Regions from separate parts of the Hordeum vulgare genome. Here region 2 is linked to region 1. Evidence: chromatin contacts called from public Hi-C data. All regions are on one chromosome and are shown on one strand. The core of a region is the stretch at or near the end of the contact, and the rest is flanking DNA. Distances in the headings are between cores, read along the strand shown.

Evidence for each region. A called contact is a pair of places that touch in the nucleus more often than the background predicts.
Region 2: a Hi-C map of leaf shows a contact between it and region 1, with 5 times the contacts expected there. The contact joins the promoter of LOC123436119 here to the promoter of LOC123436072 in region 1. A contact is called at or near these places in 3 of 6 Hi-C or Micro-C datasets (leaf and seedling).

The regions. Positions count from the first base shown.
Region 1 is chr1H:353,641,227-353,646,224 of MorexV3_pseudomolecules_assembly, reverse strand. LOC123436072 (armadillo repeat-containing protein 7) reads left to right here and starts at 2,283. Exons shown (of 6, transcript XM_045115610.1): 1 at 2,283-2,502; 2 at 2,610-2,646; 3 at 3,057-3,130; 4 at 3,238-3,331; 5 at 3,511-3,593; 6 at 3,911-4,897. The coding sequence starts at 2,431. The coding sequence ends at 4,081.
Region 2 is chr1H:353,863,593-353,868,590 of MorexV3_pseudomolecules_assembly, reverse strand. LOC123436119 (replication factor C subunit 5-like) reads left to right here and starts at 2,054. Exons shown (of 11, transcript XM_045115612.1): 1 at 2,054-3,084; 2 at 3,260-3,370; 3 at 3,568-3,600; 4 at 3,737-3,899; 5 at 4,030-4,208; 6 at 4,286-4,422; 7 at 4,733-4,828; 8 at 4,934-4,998. The coding sequence starts at 2,380.

The DNA of each region.
Region 1 (4,998 bases), core at 1,034-3,533:
CGGATTTTGTCCGTTTGGGGCGGCAATGGGTTCGCCCATGTCCGCTTCTGTCCATTGGGTCGTGCGTGCGCCCACCGCGTGACCGCACCCTAAATCATGTCCGTGTTGGACGTGATTAAGAAATAGAAAAACTTAACTCAAAAGTGAATAAACGCAGTTAAAAAACTTAAAATATAATAACATTAACATAAAAAAGGCCCAGTTTTCACGGCCACAAAACGGCCCAGTTTGACATAATTAACATAAAAAAAAGCCCATCGATGTCGTGGCCGTCGCCGTCTTCACTGGCCGCCGGTGTCGTCATCGTCGTCGTAGGTCGGCGACGTCCAGAGGTGGGCCGGCGGTCCCTGGTGCGCGGGGGCGGGCTGGAAGCTGGCAGGTGCGTGCAACTCCTCCTCCCATGGCGAGGCGTCCCGCTCCGGTGACCACAGCAGCGTGGGGCACTAGTTCACGCCCCCACTGCCTGCGTCATCTCCGGCGTCGTGCACGACCAGCTCCATTGCTGGCCCACCAGATCCGGAGGGAATGCGGCCACCACCTCCTCCTCCTCCATCTGCTTGGGGATGGCGACGTCGCCGGCCGCAGAGAGGGCCATCACGTCCTCTAGGCCCCGCCATTGGCGTCCATCATGCATCATCAAGGAGTCCTCCATGACACGCTGCATGAGCCAGGCCTCCTCCTCCTCCGTCATGTGAGGAGGTGGAGGTGGTGACAGAGACGGAGAAGGAGACGGCATGGGCGTGAGGCCGCGCACCCGTGTACGCCCGCGCACCTCCCGTGCCCGCCGCGGCCCCGAGACCGTGCCAGAGGGTGGAGTGGGCGGCGTACCTGTCGTCGTAGTACAGGTCGTCGGGGAGGAGGCGGCGGTGGCGCTCGATCTCGTCGCGACGCGCACGGCCACTCGTCGGCACCGGCGGGATCGGGACCCGGTCGACGGAGAGGTGCCATGCGTTGGGGAGGTGGACGTCGCTTCACGGGACCGACGTCCTCGTCTCCTAGTAGCGCCGGCATACCTCAGCGCTGAGGTACTGCCGGTTGCGCTGGCCGGCGGGCCTAGGGCCGATGGTGAAGGGAGCCGCGGTGGAGGCACGACGTGGTGGCGATGCGGCCTCCTCCTTCATGGAGCCATGGCGGCATCCCGACGAGGAGCCAGCCTCGCGGTCGTGCTTCCCCTTGCGGCCGTAGTTCCACAGCCCATGGCTGCGAGGTGGGTGGCCGGCGAGTTCAAGGAGGCTAGGGTTGGCTGTCGGGTTTCGAGGAGACCGCAGGGTGGCGATGGAAACTGTGGACGATGACCGGTCCACGACTTCCCCATTTAAGAAGGACCGCGACCGTTCCCTGGGCGGACGACAGGCGGGGCCCGGCCGCTCGTGCGCATTGATGTGGGCGGGTGGGAGGTAGGTGGCCGCCTGCCACGCGGCCACGACGCGGACGAGCGCGCGTCTGTTTGATGTCCGCCGCGACCCAAACTCCCCGCAAGTTTGCGCTCGAAATGGGTCGTCCCGAACACAAAACGGACAAGATGGGTCCGGGCCGTCTCGCGCTGGGCCGACCAGTTTGTTCCTTTTACCCCAAACGGACGGGGCCGGACATGATGGGGGCGCGCGGTGGAGTTGGCCTAATGCAGCGATAGTGCATGAGATCAAACACCGTTGTAACAACTTTCTTTTTGGTTTTTTTACTCTTGAGCCTAGGATTTTCAATTGGAGGCTAAGGGGGTGTTTCTTTCCAGGGACTAGAAAAAGTCCCTTTTAGTCCCATGTGAAAGAAACAGGAGGGACTTTTAGGGACTAAAGTGGGGTAGTTGGGACTAAAGGAAGAAGTCCCTATGGAAGGGACTTTTTGGGACTTTTTTGGCTCTTTTTCCAACAATGTCCCTACTTTTAGCATGTTATTTAATAACTTGTAGTATATTATTAGGGGTAGCATGGTCTTTTTACATGTCATTTAATGACTTCTAGTCTATGTTTAGTCCTTGAAAAGAAACAGGTAGGGACTAGAGACTTTTTAGTTGGGACTAAAAAAAGTCTTAGGACTTTTTAAAGAAACAGGGCCTAATAATCTTGTCAAGTTTGCTTGTAATTTAAATATGGTTAGACATGTATGGTTGGATACTTCTCATGACTCAAGCATTGTACCTATTCTTATAGATGATGTAACAATTGTTTGAAATTAATAAAATTAATGATTTTTTTTAAACATTGTACCTATAACACTTGTTTTGAATGAATAAAATAGACGAGATTTTTTTTTTAAAAGGTACTCTAGACAGAGGTCACGGAGCCCTCGAAAAAAAAAATACGCTAGAGGATCTCGTTCAAGAGACGCCGTCCTTTCCCGTTCCTTCTTGCGACGTGCCGGCGACGGCGACTGCGAGCGACCGCGCACGCCGGAGGAAGCCGGAAGGAGGGGAGGGACCGCGGAGAGGAGATGTTCACGAACGCGCAGCGCCAGGTCGAGCGTACTGGCCGCGGCGGCACCCCGAGAGACCAGTACCTTCAGGTTCGCCTCCTTCCCGTCTTCTCGGCCGGGGATTGCCCCGGGGTCTCCCGATTCCTTCCGCGATTGTTCTAACTGGTTAAAGTACACGTAATCACCAATTTCCTCAGGATCTTGTGACCCAGTTCCAGGACTCCACGGATGAAGGTAAAAATCTGTTGGCTAATTCGGTGTTCTTTCTTAGGCTTGCACAGGAGTCAAATTTCTGTGTTTTTGTGCTAGAATTCGGTGTGTTGGTTTAGATGGAACTGAAAATAGATACTGAGTTCAGTTGGAATTATGGTAGAAATTGTTGTGAGCGTTTCGTCGCAGCTCATTAAAGAACATTGTATTGGGTCCAAAAGAAACAAATTGGTGAGTTCCAAACAACACCAAGGAAAACATGCACAATATATTCTAAGCAAAACGAAAGGGATTGAAAGGTTGACGCATGGGCTCTCTACTGATGTTTTCGACTAGATAGCATAACAAAGGTTTGAAAATTATCATATGGTATGAAGACAGCTCAACTTTGTCGGTGAAACGCCTCAGCTTCAGTGTTATCATTTTTGTTTCAGAGTACAAGGAGAGAATTGTTGCAAACTTGTCAAATTTTGCGTATGACCCTTATAACTACGCCTTTATGCGCCAGGTTTATGATTCCACATGACTTTTGTTTCGGTCAATCGCTGCATTTTTTCAGCACTCTTCTGGTACTTTCTTATTGAATGAGACGGTATATCTGTTCTGCTTTCTCAGCTGAATATTCTCGAGTTGTTCTTGGACTGCATTACGGAACCAAATGAAAGGCTTGTTGAGTTCGGCGTTGGTGGAATATGTAATTCATGTGTTGGTGAGCAATCTAATGCTTTGAATCCTATGGAATTTTTTATTATTGTCAAGCATGCAAGCCTACCCCCAACTTGTTTGGGACTAAAGGCTTAGTTGTTGTTGTATGCAAGGCACTTATTCAATGTGTCTATCAAACATAATTTTTTGACGTGGTCATCTTGTTTTGTATTTATCATGCAGATCCAGCAAATGCCTCTGTTATTACTCAATGTGGTGGAATCCCATTGGTTGTACAATGCTTATCTAGCCCAGTTAAGAATACCGTGAGTATTTCTGAACCTATGAACTGCAATCATAACAGTATTGGTCTTCTTTGTTTTGAAGAGTATTTTTTTCTGATGGGTTCCTTCCTATGCATGTAAATTTCCTATTGATCGGTTAGGCTACTTTGGGTGATGTCCAAAATAAAGGTTACTTAGGAGAGGAGATATGTGAATTGAGGATATTTAGCCAGAGCGCCCTCAATCGCTTGCCTCTCTATTTCATCCATTATCTTCATTTGATACATATCAGTTTTTATGTCACTATATGTTCTCACTTCAACATATACCAACATTTCCATTTGATTGATTGCGTGCAGGTGAATTACGCACTTGGAGCCTTGTACTACTTATGCAATCCTTTGACAAAGAAAGAGATATTGAAGCCAGATGTACTTAGGATCATAAGAGACTATTCTGCAGCTGGAGCCATCAACAGCAGCTTCAGCAATCTGGCAAATGCATTTCTGGACAAGCACGTCACGAGTTGACGTTAGTTCAGAACTGCAGATGATAAGGCTTGTAGCATTCCATCTGATAGAGGGCATAGAGGAGAGGCTCTGCAGGAGTTACACTTCTGTGCATACCTGGCCAAACGGGCCGGCCCGGCCCGGCACGGCCCGACCCGCCAGAATCGTGCTTGGCACGGCACGGCACGCCGGGGCCCGATTAGTAAACGGGACGTGCCGTGCCGGCCCGCGTGCCCGGGGTCCAGGCCCAAGCACGGCACAGGGGCTATACGGCCCGGCCCGTCGGCACGCCAGGCCCACTGGCCTGCTAGGATTTTAATATTTTAGGCCGCTATTTGGGCCGATTTCGGCATGTTCGGCTATTATTTGGGCCGGTTTTGACATTTTGGGCTGTTTTTTGGGTTAATATTAACCTATTGGGCTTTATTTTTTATCACATATATATATAAAATAAAAATAAAAAATGAAAACGCTAAACGGGCCAGGCACATGGCCCGCGTGCCCAGGCCCAGGCACGGCCCGAGGCGTGCTGTGTGCCTGGCATGACCCGTTTAAGTCGTGCCAGGCCCGGCCCGTGTCATGCCTGGCCTGCAGGCTGTCGGGCCGGCCGACTAGCACGGCCCGTTTGGCCAGATCTGCTTTTGTGTCCATTTATCCAAGCACAATAATTAGTAGTGACATAGATCTTGAATTTTTACGACCTCTGTGATAAATCAGCAAGTTCATCAGCGCCGAGGTCTTGGTATTTATTCCAGACAACTGTAAAATTGTCTACTGTAATTGCTTAGGAGTTGGCAGTAAAAGGAAGGAGGATAAAGTGCTCCTTTGTTAATTCCATATTCTTGAATACAATTTGTCTGCTTCAAGTAGATATCCACATGAACGTTAACAAGACCTGAAGTGCTAAATGAGGATTTCATTCATGACCCATCTCTGTC
Region 2 (4,998 bases), core at 805-3,304, 220 kb before region 1:
AAACTGGAGAGTGCAACGCGGTTGAATAACATCTTGAGGATATATGGCGATTGCTCGGGCCAATGCGTGAACAGAGAGAAGAGCTCTATCTTTTTCAGTCCAAATACGCCACATCCGGTTAGAGTTATGTTGAAAGGTGCCACCGGCATCGGGGTTGAGGCCTTCAATGAAAGATATCTGGGTCTCCCCACTGCAGTTGGACGAATTACATCTGGTACATTTGACTTCATTGGTGAGAGAGTGAGGTCAATGCTGAATGGTGGAGCAGAACGTTTGGTGTCTTGCGCGGCGAGGGAGGTATTAATTAAGTCAAAGGCTCAGGCTGTCCCGACGTACACTATGGGCTGTTTCAAGCTCACGAAAAAAGTGTACAAGACCATCTCCTCGCCGATGGCAAAATTCTGGTGGAGTAGCTCGATTGACCGAAAATCCATGCACCGGATAGATTGGAAGTCCTTGTCACTTCCAAAATTAAGAGGAGGAATGGGATTTCGAGATTTGGAATGCTTCAATGTTGCTTTGTTGGGAAAACAGGGATGGCGGCTGATTACAAACCCGCATGGCCTATGTTCTAGAGTGCTAAAAGGTCGCTATTTCCCGACGACTGATTTTATGCATGCTACTGTTCCGCGCAACTCCTCGGCTACTTGGCGGGCGATAGTTGCAGGGAGAGGAGCCTTGGAGGCTGGGCTGTTAAGGAGGATTGGGGACGGTTCCTCCGTAAGAATCTGGGAAGATAGATGGCTGCCAGGGAGATTATCACTTCGACCTACAGAGCAGGTTGGTTCTGCTATGCTCTACACAGTTGCAGATTTGATTGACAATGAGAGCTGGTCCTGGAAAGCTGATCTAGTCAGGAATAACTTCATACCCCCAGACGCGGATGCAATTCTTAATATTCCGCTCAGACATGGTGGTGGTAATGATTTCTGGGCTTGGGCTCATGAGAGGTCGGGCTCCTACACTGTAAAATCCGCGTATCGTGCTCTAATGACTCGTAACGAGCAGTTAGCTCTAGAGGAAGGGACGATTACAGAATCTTCAGAGAATAATAAGCAGGTGTGGACGCGACTATGGAAACTAAAAGTGTTGCCCAAGGTCCGTGTGTTCTGGTGGCGAGTCCTTCGGGGTATACTACCGGTGGAAATGACACTACAGCACAAGCATATAGCAACCTTAGCGCGATGCAAGGTCTGCAAAGGTATGGATGAAGATATGCTTCATGCATTGATTAAGTGCTCTCATGCGCAAAGCTTTTGGGCAGAAGCGAGAAGCTGGCTTCACCTCAAGCTGCCGGAGCTACACCCTGGTACGTGGTGCAAGGATATCCTCTGTGATCCACGTTTTACTGAGGCGGACAGGGCTAAAATAGTTACTGTCATGTGGGCGATCTGGACATCACGTAACAGCATAACACATGATAGAGTGAGTATGGACCCGGTCCAGTCCATGAAGCGTATTAGAGAAACACTGGCTCTTTTGGAACTCCCATTGGAGCAGACCAAGACACTACCTGGGTATGGATGGAGACCGCCTAAAGTTGATTGGGTCAAAATCAACACGGATGCTAGTGTTTCAGTGATTGAGAACAAGAGTGGAATAGGAGGTTTAGCTAGATCTCCTGCCTCATTTGTTGCTGCCTGGAGTAAGCCTTACCCTGATGTCACAGATCCTCTTATTGCAGAAGCGTTGGCTTTGCGAGATGGGGTGATATTTGCAAAGCTTCGGGGGTTCTCGCGAGTGGTTATGGAAACAGATTGTTTGGAGATGGTACAGCTATGGCACTCGCGACGCTTTTCGCGCTCTATTGTAGCGCCGTTACTTTTAGAAATTGATGAGCTAGCCTTATCCTTTCTTTCCTTTGATATTCAACATGTAATAAGAATTGCCAACCTGCCGGCCCACTTGTGTGCGAAACATGCAAGCACACTTGGGGTTACCGACTGTTGGATGGACTCCCCGCCAGGTTTCCTCATGACCAGTGTGATGGCTGATCGTGTTGGTGCCATTGTTGTTGAATAAAGCTCATAGTTTCCCGAAAAAAAAAAGATCTGTAAAATTTTCTCTCTCCTTGTTCACTCTAGCGTCGCCGTCGATTAGCCAACCAACGGCGGCCGGCCGGCCAAGCCCACGACTGCGACCATGATGGATGGACAGGTGACACCGGGAATATTTAACCAACAAAGCTCGAGCTTAATCAAACGGAATGATCCTTCCGCCGCGGCATAATCCCGCTCCTTGATCCCCCCGCCAGCTCCGCCCTCCTCGGCCAGGTCGCGCCGGCCGGCGCCTCCCGATCCCCTTCACCTGCTTCCTCCCATCACCTCACGCCAATGCACCCACCTCGCCGCGTCCCCGTCTGTCCCCGTCAGCCCCCTCATGGCGATCGAGACCCCGTCACCCGCATCCCCGACCGCCTGGCCCGCTTCCCCGACCGGCCGCACCCTCTCCGCTGCCTTCGCCGACGACCGCCGCCGCGAGGCCAGGCGCCGCGCCGTGCACCTCCTCCCGGGCTGCGGCAGGCCGCCGCAGCCGCGCTCCAAGCTCATCAACCGCGTGCTCCACCGATTCGGCGCCGCCTGCGTCCCTAGGAGCGCCGCCGCCACCCCCACCCGGACGCCCTCGCTGCCTCGCCGTTCGTCAGCGTCGACGCCCCCGCGGCCCCGGCCGTCGTCGGCGTCGACGCCGCCCACGTCAATCCAGGTACCGGCACGCCTGGACCAGGCAGACGCGGAGAGAGTCGCCGCCAGGAGGCCTTTGAGGGAGAGAGAGGACGCCGCCGCCGTCGGCCGAGAGCCGACGCCGCCGGGGTCCCAAGCCAGTGCTGTGGCGGCTACCGAAGTGGTTGCCGGCCTTGCGAGCGACTGGAGAGGCGATACCGCCACCACTGTCGGGAGAGGAGCAAACATCTGGGTGAGGGTTTCGCGCAAGCCCAAGTCGCCGCAGATGGACTCTCCGCAGCTGTCAGTGGAATCGACGGCGGCGGCGGCGGAGGACCAGTACGTGTGGGCGGACAGGTACCGGCCCAATGTACTCGGGGAATTCATCTGCAACAAGGCCGTCGCCGATGAGCTCCACCGGATGGTTGCCACACACCTTCCCACTTTAATCTTACACGAAATTACCATTGCTTAGAATTCCTTTGTCACTGTAAAACTGTAGCCAAGCACTAGAATCGGGTGATGAACTGATGATAAGCACACTGTGATGATAGACTGGGATTCGAGACTGAATTTTGTAATATAACTGCTGCGTCCAGGTGACCGAACGCCAATGCAACCATTTCATATTTGAAGGGGCGCAGGCCGTCGGGAAGAGAAGCATGGTGCTGGCCCTTTTAAGAGATGCTTTTGGTCCTGATAATCTCAAGGTCACTATAGGCAGCCTGTGAACAAATTACCACTTACTGCCTCCGATCCAAAAAAAGTGTCGTGACTTTTGTTCAGTTCAAATTTGAACTAAAGCCACCGCACTTTTTTTTGGATCGGAGAGAGTACTACTTTTTATCCTGAGTTAAACATCACTGTTGGAAACTCACGATACCTTATTTTAATTGCCATTTCACAGATGGAGGAAATCACAAAGAGAATCGAGCTGAAGGTATGAATTGCAACTTGTAATGGCGCATTTTCTGTTTCACCAGTAACCTTATTACTGTGAAGAGGATAATATTTGTAAGCAAATTATGAAATGTAATTTATTCCGTACCTTCTTTCTGGTGAACTGTTTGATGTAGGGAGAAATCGCCAAACACATTGATGTTAAAGTGAAGATTTCAGATCATCACGTGGAGGTAAACTTGGCTGATTTACATGGCTATGAGAAGTATGTCATAACTACTTTGTTGAATGAGTCAATCCCACCACCGGACTTGATTTGCGATCATGCTAACTGCAAAGGTACATTCTAACACATCACTGCCTCTTCTTTTGGCGGTACTGTTGTTAATCAACACAGGATTTTGAACAGCTGCCTATTCTTCATTGATGTGAAATGACATATTAAAGCGTCAGTGGTTCATATATGCAGTGATTGTGGTCCATGATGCTGATAGGCTTTCGTCTGATCTTCAACATTATATCGGTTGGTTTCTGGGGCGGTATGCAGGTTGCAACAAAATTATTTTCAGCTGCTCCAGTTCTTCAAACCTTGAGTCCGTTGAACATCTATGCAAGGTTGTCCGACTTAAACCACCTTCATTTGATGAGGTACATACTAGGTCTGTATGAATGATCTATCTTCTCTCCAGTGCTGGACAGTTTGATGAAAACATAATTTCTCTTAGATTATCAAGGTTCTGGAGTTCATTGCTACACAAGAAGGCATAGATTTGCCTCATGGACTTGCCAGTAGAATTGCAGCTAGCGCGAGTAATAATCTCCGACAGGCAATACGCTCTTTTGAAGCTACATGGAAAGCAAGGTAAGCACATCGAATGATTTTCCTCCATTTCATATTCGGATTGTAGAAATGCCATAATAGTAGTCCATTTTGAAACTCCAATGTGCCGGCATAGCACTGGTCAATGTTATGTTTGCAAGTGGTACAATATTCATTTTGAGTAGAAGTCAACTGATCCATCAAGGTGTGTTTCTGTTGTAGCCATCATGCCACAAAGTTTCATCCTGATCATTTTGCTTATAACCATCTGTTCGCATTGTTATATTTACCGCCATGGGTACTGAATCATAGGGCTTTCCATATTCATAAACAACTCTCTTAATCAACACAGCTATCCATTCACGAAAGACCAGCCCATTTTGACGGGATGGGAGGAGGAAATTTATGATGTTGCCAAAAAAATCATGGAGGAGCCAAGTCCAAAGCAGTAAGCTATCCCTTTCACTATGATGGTTTGCAATTCAGTATGCACGAGTTTCTTTTTTGAACTTCAGAATGAAAACAGAAATTTTGCTGAATGACTTTTACACAGGCTGTATCTCATTCGGAGGAAGATCAGAAAAATGATTGAACATAATGTGTCACCTTATTTCATTT